2 separate regions of the Sus scrofa genome follow, and region 2 is linked to region 1. A link is a contact called in public Hi-C data. All regions are on one chromosome and are shown on one strand. Each heading gives the region's core, a stretch centred on a gene start, on an enhancer-like site or on the middle of the called end of the contact. The rest is flanking DNA. Distances are from core to core; before and after follow the strand shown. Region 1 holds the start of ALG13 (putative bifunctional UDP-N-acetylglucosamine transferase and deubiquitinase ALG13). Region 2 holds the start of AMOT (angiomotin).

Region 1 (2,692 bases), core at 62-2,561:
TCAATTTTAGGGGGGGCTTGGTTCATCAGAAATTCAGTTTTCTTATTTTCTGGGAATTTAAGAATATTCAATTTATATATGTGCTTATTTTCTCTGAGCTAATCAGAACAGTGCTCCTTTAATTTACATCTTTCAGATATGGGAAAAGATATCAGATGCAGTCTTTCTAAATTACTGAGTATTTTTGTCTTTATATTCCAATAAACATTCTTTATTCCTCTTATTTTGGGGCAGAAAATATGATTATGTTTGCTTTATTATTTAACCATGATCTATGTTGTTATTATGAAACTGTAGTTTCATTAATTCATGAAATTTGGTATCAAGAAAGAGGCAGCAGTATACCACCCCTCAAAAAGACAATTAGTCAAAATGCAAGATTTAACAGTCCCATTAGAAATATGACTAATATTTGTTCTTTTTTTTAGCCTATGTTGTAGGCCTAACTCACTACCAATCCTCTGTGTTGAAAAGAATTTCTTCTCATAGTTTCCCTTCCATGTATAACCAGTCAGGGCAAAGCATAAATATTAGCTAAACTGAGATTTTAAGTAGGAAATACACAAACCATTAGAATGAGCTAAAGCAGGCAATGATCTTAGCAATGGTGCAAGGAGAAAGAAGGGGAGCCTTCAGAAATCAACTCTCCTGTATTTCACTTCATAAACCTAAGTATATGAGGTATTCAGTCATGCTAATATATAATTTTACATTCATTAGAATGTAAATTTATGGTAATTTTATTATTTAAATGGTTAAATGGATTGGTTCAACGACACAAATGTGGGCTTCAGGGCTTAACGCCTCTATTTTACAAACAATGCTTGCAAATGGAAATTACGGTTTCTCTGCAGTTTCCAAGAGACTTTGTAGGGCTGTGGTTTCTCGAAAACTGCTGTTGAAGAAGAGCCTAGGCTAATGAGCGATTTTGAAAAGGCACTTCTTTTTTTCCCGATGCCCTTCACAGACTTGAAGTAAAACGTTATCTTGGCAAAACACGGTAGCCAAAAAAGAATCCCAAACTTCTCTACCATTAAAAGATCTGTGGTACTCGAGCAAGGATGCAAACACAAAGGTGTAAGGCTTCACTACTATTTGTTTTAACCCCCACTTTTGAAAAACAATACATTTGTCAATTGCCCACCTCCTTACTGTGAGGGTCCCGTGAGCTTCTACACGCAAAGGGCTTACAACAGTAGCCTGCACGTAGGCCATTAGCAGTCTTTGGCCCCCTCCCATTCCCGGCAACACAGGCCGGGTTCCCGTTGCCCCCTGGCGGCTGGGGCCGACTTCCGCCTCCCACACCCAGCGCTGCCGCGGCAGCCCGCGTGGCTCTGCTACGTCACATCCGGCCCTTGCGATTCGGGGTTGCGGAACCCGCGCGATGAAGTGCGTGTTTGTTACTGTAGGGACCACCAGCTTTGACGACCTGATTGCGTGTGTATCGGCGCACGACAGTCTGCAAGTGAGTGGGGGAGGCAGGCGGGCGGCGGTTGGGCTCGCCGCGCTGCGCTCGCCGCTCGCTGCTCGCCGCCCGCCGCCGCCAGCCTGACCGCTAACCTCGGTAACCTTGCCTGACCGCGGTCCTCGGGAAGAACCCCCAGCCGCTCGACCTCAGGTGCCGACGCCCCTCGGCCGGCTCCTCCCCGCGCCCAGCTGGGCCCTCCTCCCACTCCCCCGCTCCTCAGGGTCCTCCGCCTCCTCTCCCCGTTCCCCGCCGCCTTCCCGGGCCGCTCCTCCCCGTCCTTTCTCCGGCTCCTCCTTTTCCCCGGCTTTTCCCCTCCGATTCTCCGCCTCCGCCTCTCCGTCCTCCGGCTTCGCCCCTCCTTCTAGCGGCTCCGCCTCTCCGAGCCGGGGCTCCGACCCGCCTCTCGGGCCCTTGCCCGCCTCGCCGGCCGCTCCTCAGGGCCGCTCGGGGCCGCGCGGTCGACGCGCTCCGTCAGGCCCGGCCCGACCAGTTCAGCCTGGCGCGCCGCCCCGTCCTGCCCTCGTCCGGCCCCGCCGCGTTCGGGCCCTGGCGCCTTTCCTTCCCTAAGGCGCCCTCGCGACCGGTATCCCCGCAGCGCCCTCTCAGGGCGTGAGGTTCGCGCAGTTCCATCTGTGGGACCACGACGAAGCTGTTCCTTGGTCTCCCCCTAGCTCGCGACACCTTTTTCAGAGCCTTTGCCTGGTCTCTTAGTTCTTGCGGGCCCATTTCTCTCACGATGTGGTGAGCTGGGGCGTCTAGATCCCTCAGGGCTAGCGAGGTGCCCTGTCGGGCCCGGAATCGGGGAAGAAGGAAAACTAACACTTCGGCTCCAGTTCGACTCTTTGGCCGCCCGTGCTCCGATTTTGGAGTTGGTTGCCATAGTTGCTGTTTTTACAGTCGCCTGTTTTAAAAGGGTCCCTTTTTCTTTTTTCCCGTTTCAGATAATCAAGAGCCTTGGTTACAACCGACTTGTCCTACAAATAGGTAGAGGAAAGGTGGTACCTGAACCATTCAGTACTGAGTCATTTACTCTGGATGTTTACAGGTACAAGGATTCATTGAAAGAAGACCTTCAGAAAGCAGATCTTGTTATTAGCCACGCAGGTAAAGGGCCTTAGAATCGCCCGGTTTGGTTTTTGATAGAAAATAACTAAGAACAGCGATTTGAACCTTTGTGACGTAAAATAAAATCACTAGTGAAACTCACTTTAGTCCTTCTGAGTG
Region 2 (2,692 bases), core at 134-2,633, 1.0 Mb after region 1:
TTCCACTCTTTATGGGGGTGGGGGAGGAGAGGGAGGAGGAAGGAAAACTAAATTAGACACTCCAAGGTGTCAGAAAATTCTTTCCAAAATGCATGCTAGAGATTGGAATGCTGTTTCTCACAAACTGTCCCTTCCCTCTCTCATTTAATTGTATTTAGTCCCTTGCTGCAAATTATTATTATATTATTATTAGCGGCAATTTACCAGGGAAAGCTCAGTCTATAAAAGACTGTCACTTTCCCTCTCACTTTTTGCCTTCTTTTCATTTTCATACACTGATAAGCCCATCTTGCTGTTGAAGAACCATCATATAGTGACCCAGGCTTGGGACCCTCAAGCACCTGCAAGATCCAATAAAACTAGTTACTAACATCTGTAGTGGCAACCCCCTCCTCACCACACACACACACACACACACACACACACACACACAAACACATATATATATATACCTAAAAGAGTGTAGCATTGTAGATCACTTCAGACTAACTTCAAGAATTCACAGCCCCCAGGGAGGGGAGTGTGAGCCGCCAGCTCAACCCCAAGCATTTAGGAGTAAGCATCTAACAATCTGAGATAAGCCTGGACATTCCTGATGAGTTAAATCCTACTAGACCTCAAGTTCCCTCTGGTCTTTAATTCCTTTTGTGCTTAATTACCTAGAGACCTACAAGGACCCCAGGAAGCAAGAGAGTAAAAGTACCATCGAGTGGTGGTACCCGTTAGCATCTTTGTGGGACTGGAAAGGAGCGCACACTCTTTAACCTATTTAACTTGCTGCACATCCAGGAAAACTCGCGGCCAGCTGCAAAGAAAGTAGAACACACAGGCATCCCCACACGCATCTAGATTGACTCACTCATGCTGAGGTTACGATCAAGTTCATGCCACCATGGATTCCTGCCCCAGATCCCCGCGAAAAGTAACCACGCGTCTCCTACCCCTGTAAGCAACGAAGACAAGGTGACGACTCTGCTCGCTCAAGAGGCTTCCGTCCCAGGCCGGAGGCCAGGGATGGGCAGGAGGGAAGCCCCAACTCCCGGCTGCTCCCCTCCTCGCTGCTCGGTCCGGGCTCTCCTTGGTGGCAGTGGACAAGCAGGATACCGGGCCGGAGGGTGGAGCAGCGGATGGTCGGAGGCGAGACAGACTGGAGGTGGGGGTGGAGGAGGCGGTGAGAACTAAGAGAAGATGAGGCGAAAGGGAGCGGAGATGGAGGAATAAATCAGGGGGTCTACCAGCTTGGGCAGCCAGAAATCTCCTCGGAAGGAAGGGGCGTGACTGCGATCAAGGCAGCTCCTGGGCAAAGGATTGGAGGTAGGGGAGGGGGACGAATGGGTGGCTTTTCTTCTTGCGGTGAGCGGCAAGGACCGCCCAGGAGAGGGGGGGGGAAGGGGAGGTGGACTAGGGAGTGGGGCGGAGTAGAGGGCGGGGAAAGAAGGAAGGGAGTAGCTTGGACGGGGTTGGGGGGGGGAGAGGCGGAGCCAGGGGGCGGGGAAGTTTCAAACAATTGAACGCCAGGGTCGGCCGCTAGGCGAAAGCCGGGGTTGCACTCTCTGGTCCTTCCACTAACCCGGCTCGACTCGGTTACAGTACCCCTGAGAGTCTACACAAGGACTGACTGGGAGGAAGGAAAGGGTTTTGCAAAGACTCCAATAATAGTGTACGGCAACTGCGCAGCGGAGTCGCGTGGGAGAACCAGTGCAGCTCCCCGCCCCACAGCGGGAGGAAGAAAAACAAATAATAGAAACGCTGAAAAGCAGCTTCAGGCAAAGCTTGCTTAAAATAATGCAGGAAGGAGCAGCGCTCCTCCGTTTTCCTTCCCCTCTTGCTTCCTATGACCAGCAGGCCCCCACCCAGGTCGCAACTATGCGAGACACCCTCCTTTCTTCCTCCGCTCCCCCAGCCACCCCCTTCCTCCCCCGCGCCACCCTACGTCCCCGCCCCGCTCCCGCGGCTGGCCGCGCTGGCCGCTAGGGTGGCGGGGGCGGGGCTCTGCGGAGCCTCCGCCTCTTGGGCGGGCAGGAAGGGCCGGCTTGGGCGGAGCCGGCCCGGAGGAGTAAGTCCCACCCACCATTCTTTGGCAGTTCCCGGTTGGCGACTCCTGGCCTAGGGTTCGCTTGCGATTGGTCACTTGCGTCGTCGATCCGATCCTTTTGTCCCACCCGCCCTCAAAATTAATAAAACTAAACAAGCGGCTATTGTCTAGCTCTCGGTTCTTCCCCAGCTATTGCTGCGGAAAGAAAGATGAGACGCTTGGTCTCTCAGTCTCCTAAGAGAGTGCGATAGAGTGTTGGCCGGCTCTAGTACACCTTTGTGGCACTGCTCGGCCCTCTGGGAATAGGTAACTTTTCTTCCTCCCTAATTCTTTAGCCCAAGAGGAGGAAAAAAAGTACGAGAAGTGTCAATGTGGCGTTCACATTTCCAGGCTGCGAAAAATTGGTATTGCTTAAAGAACACAGGGTTGAGAACAGCCGCTCAGGACACTGAAAATCAACCATTTTACAACCAGGAAACGAAACCACAAAGAAATTGAATAACCTGGAATTTGGAACTAAGGGAAAAACTCACTTCGAACTCAAGCACTTATCAGCTAGTTGTGTGACTTTAAGTCCCTTAATTTCTATGAGCCTTAATTTTCCCATCTGTAAATAAAAGGCTATAAGATGTGTCCTATTAACTTAATGGCACTGGT

What was found. Hi-C and Micro-C count contacts between places; a contact is called where the count stands out from the background.
Region 2: a contact with region 1 is called in a Hi-C map of liver, with 15 times the contacts expected there. The contact joins the promoter of AMOT here to the promoter of ALG13 in region 1. A contact is called at or near these places in 2 of 47 Hi-C or Micro-C datasets (heart right ventricle and liver).

Annotation. Positions count from the first base shown.
Region 1 is chrX:91,643,275-91,645,966 of Sscrofa11.1, forward strand. It overlaps ALG13 (putative bifunctional UDP-N-acetylglucosamine transferase and deubiquitinase ALG13), which reads left to right and starts at 1,312. Exons shown (of 31, transcript XM_021080435.1): 1 at 1,312-1,465; 2 at 2,410-2,572. The coding sequence starts at 1,385. It overlaps DCX (neuronal migration protein doublecortin), which reads right to left and starts at 1,298. Exons shown (of 8, transcript XM_013986335.2): 1 at 1,145-1,298.
Region 2 is chrX:92,646,489-92,649,180 of Sscrofa11.1, forward strand. AMOT (angiomotin) reads right to left here and starts at 1,384. Exons shown (of 12, transcript XM_021080791.1): 1 at 942-1,384.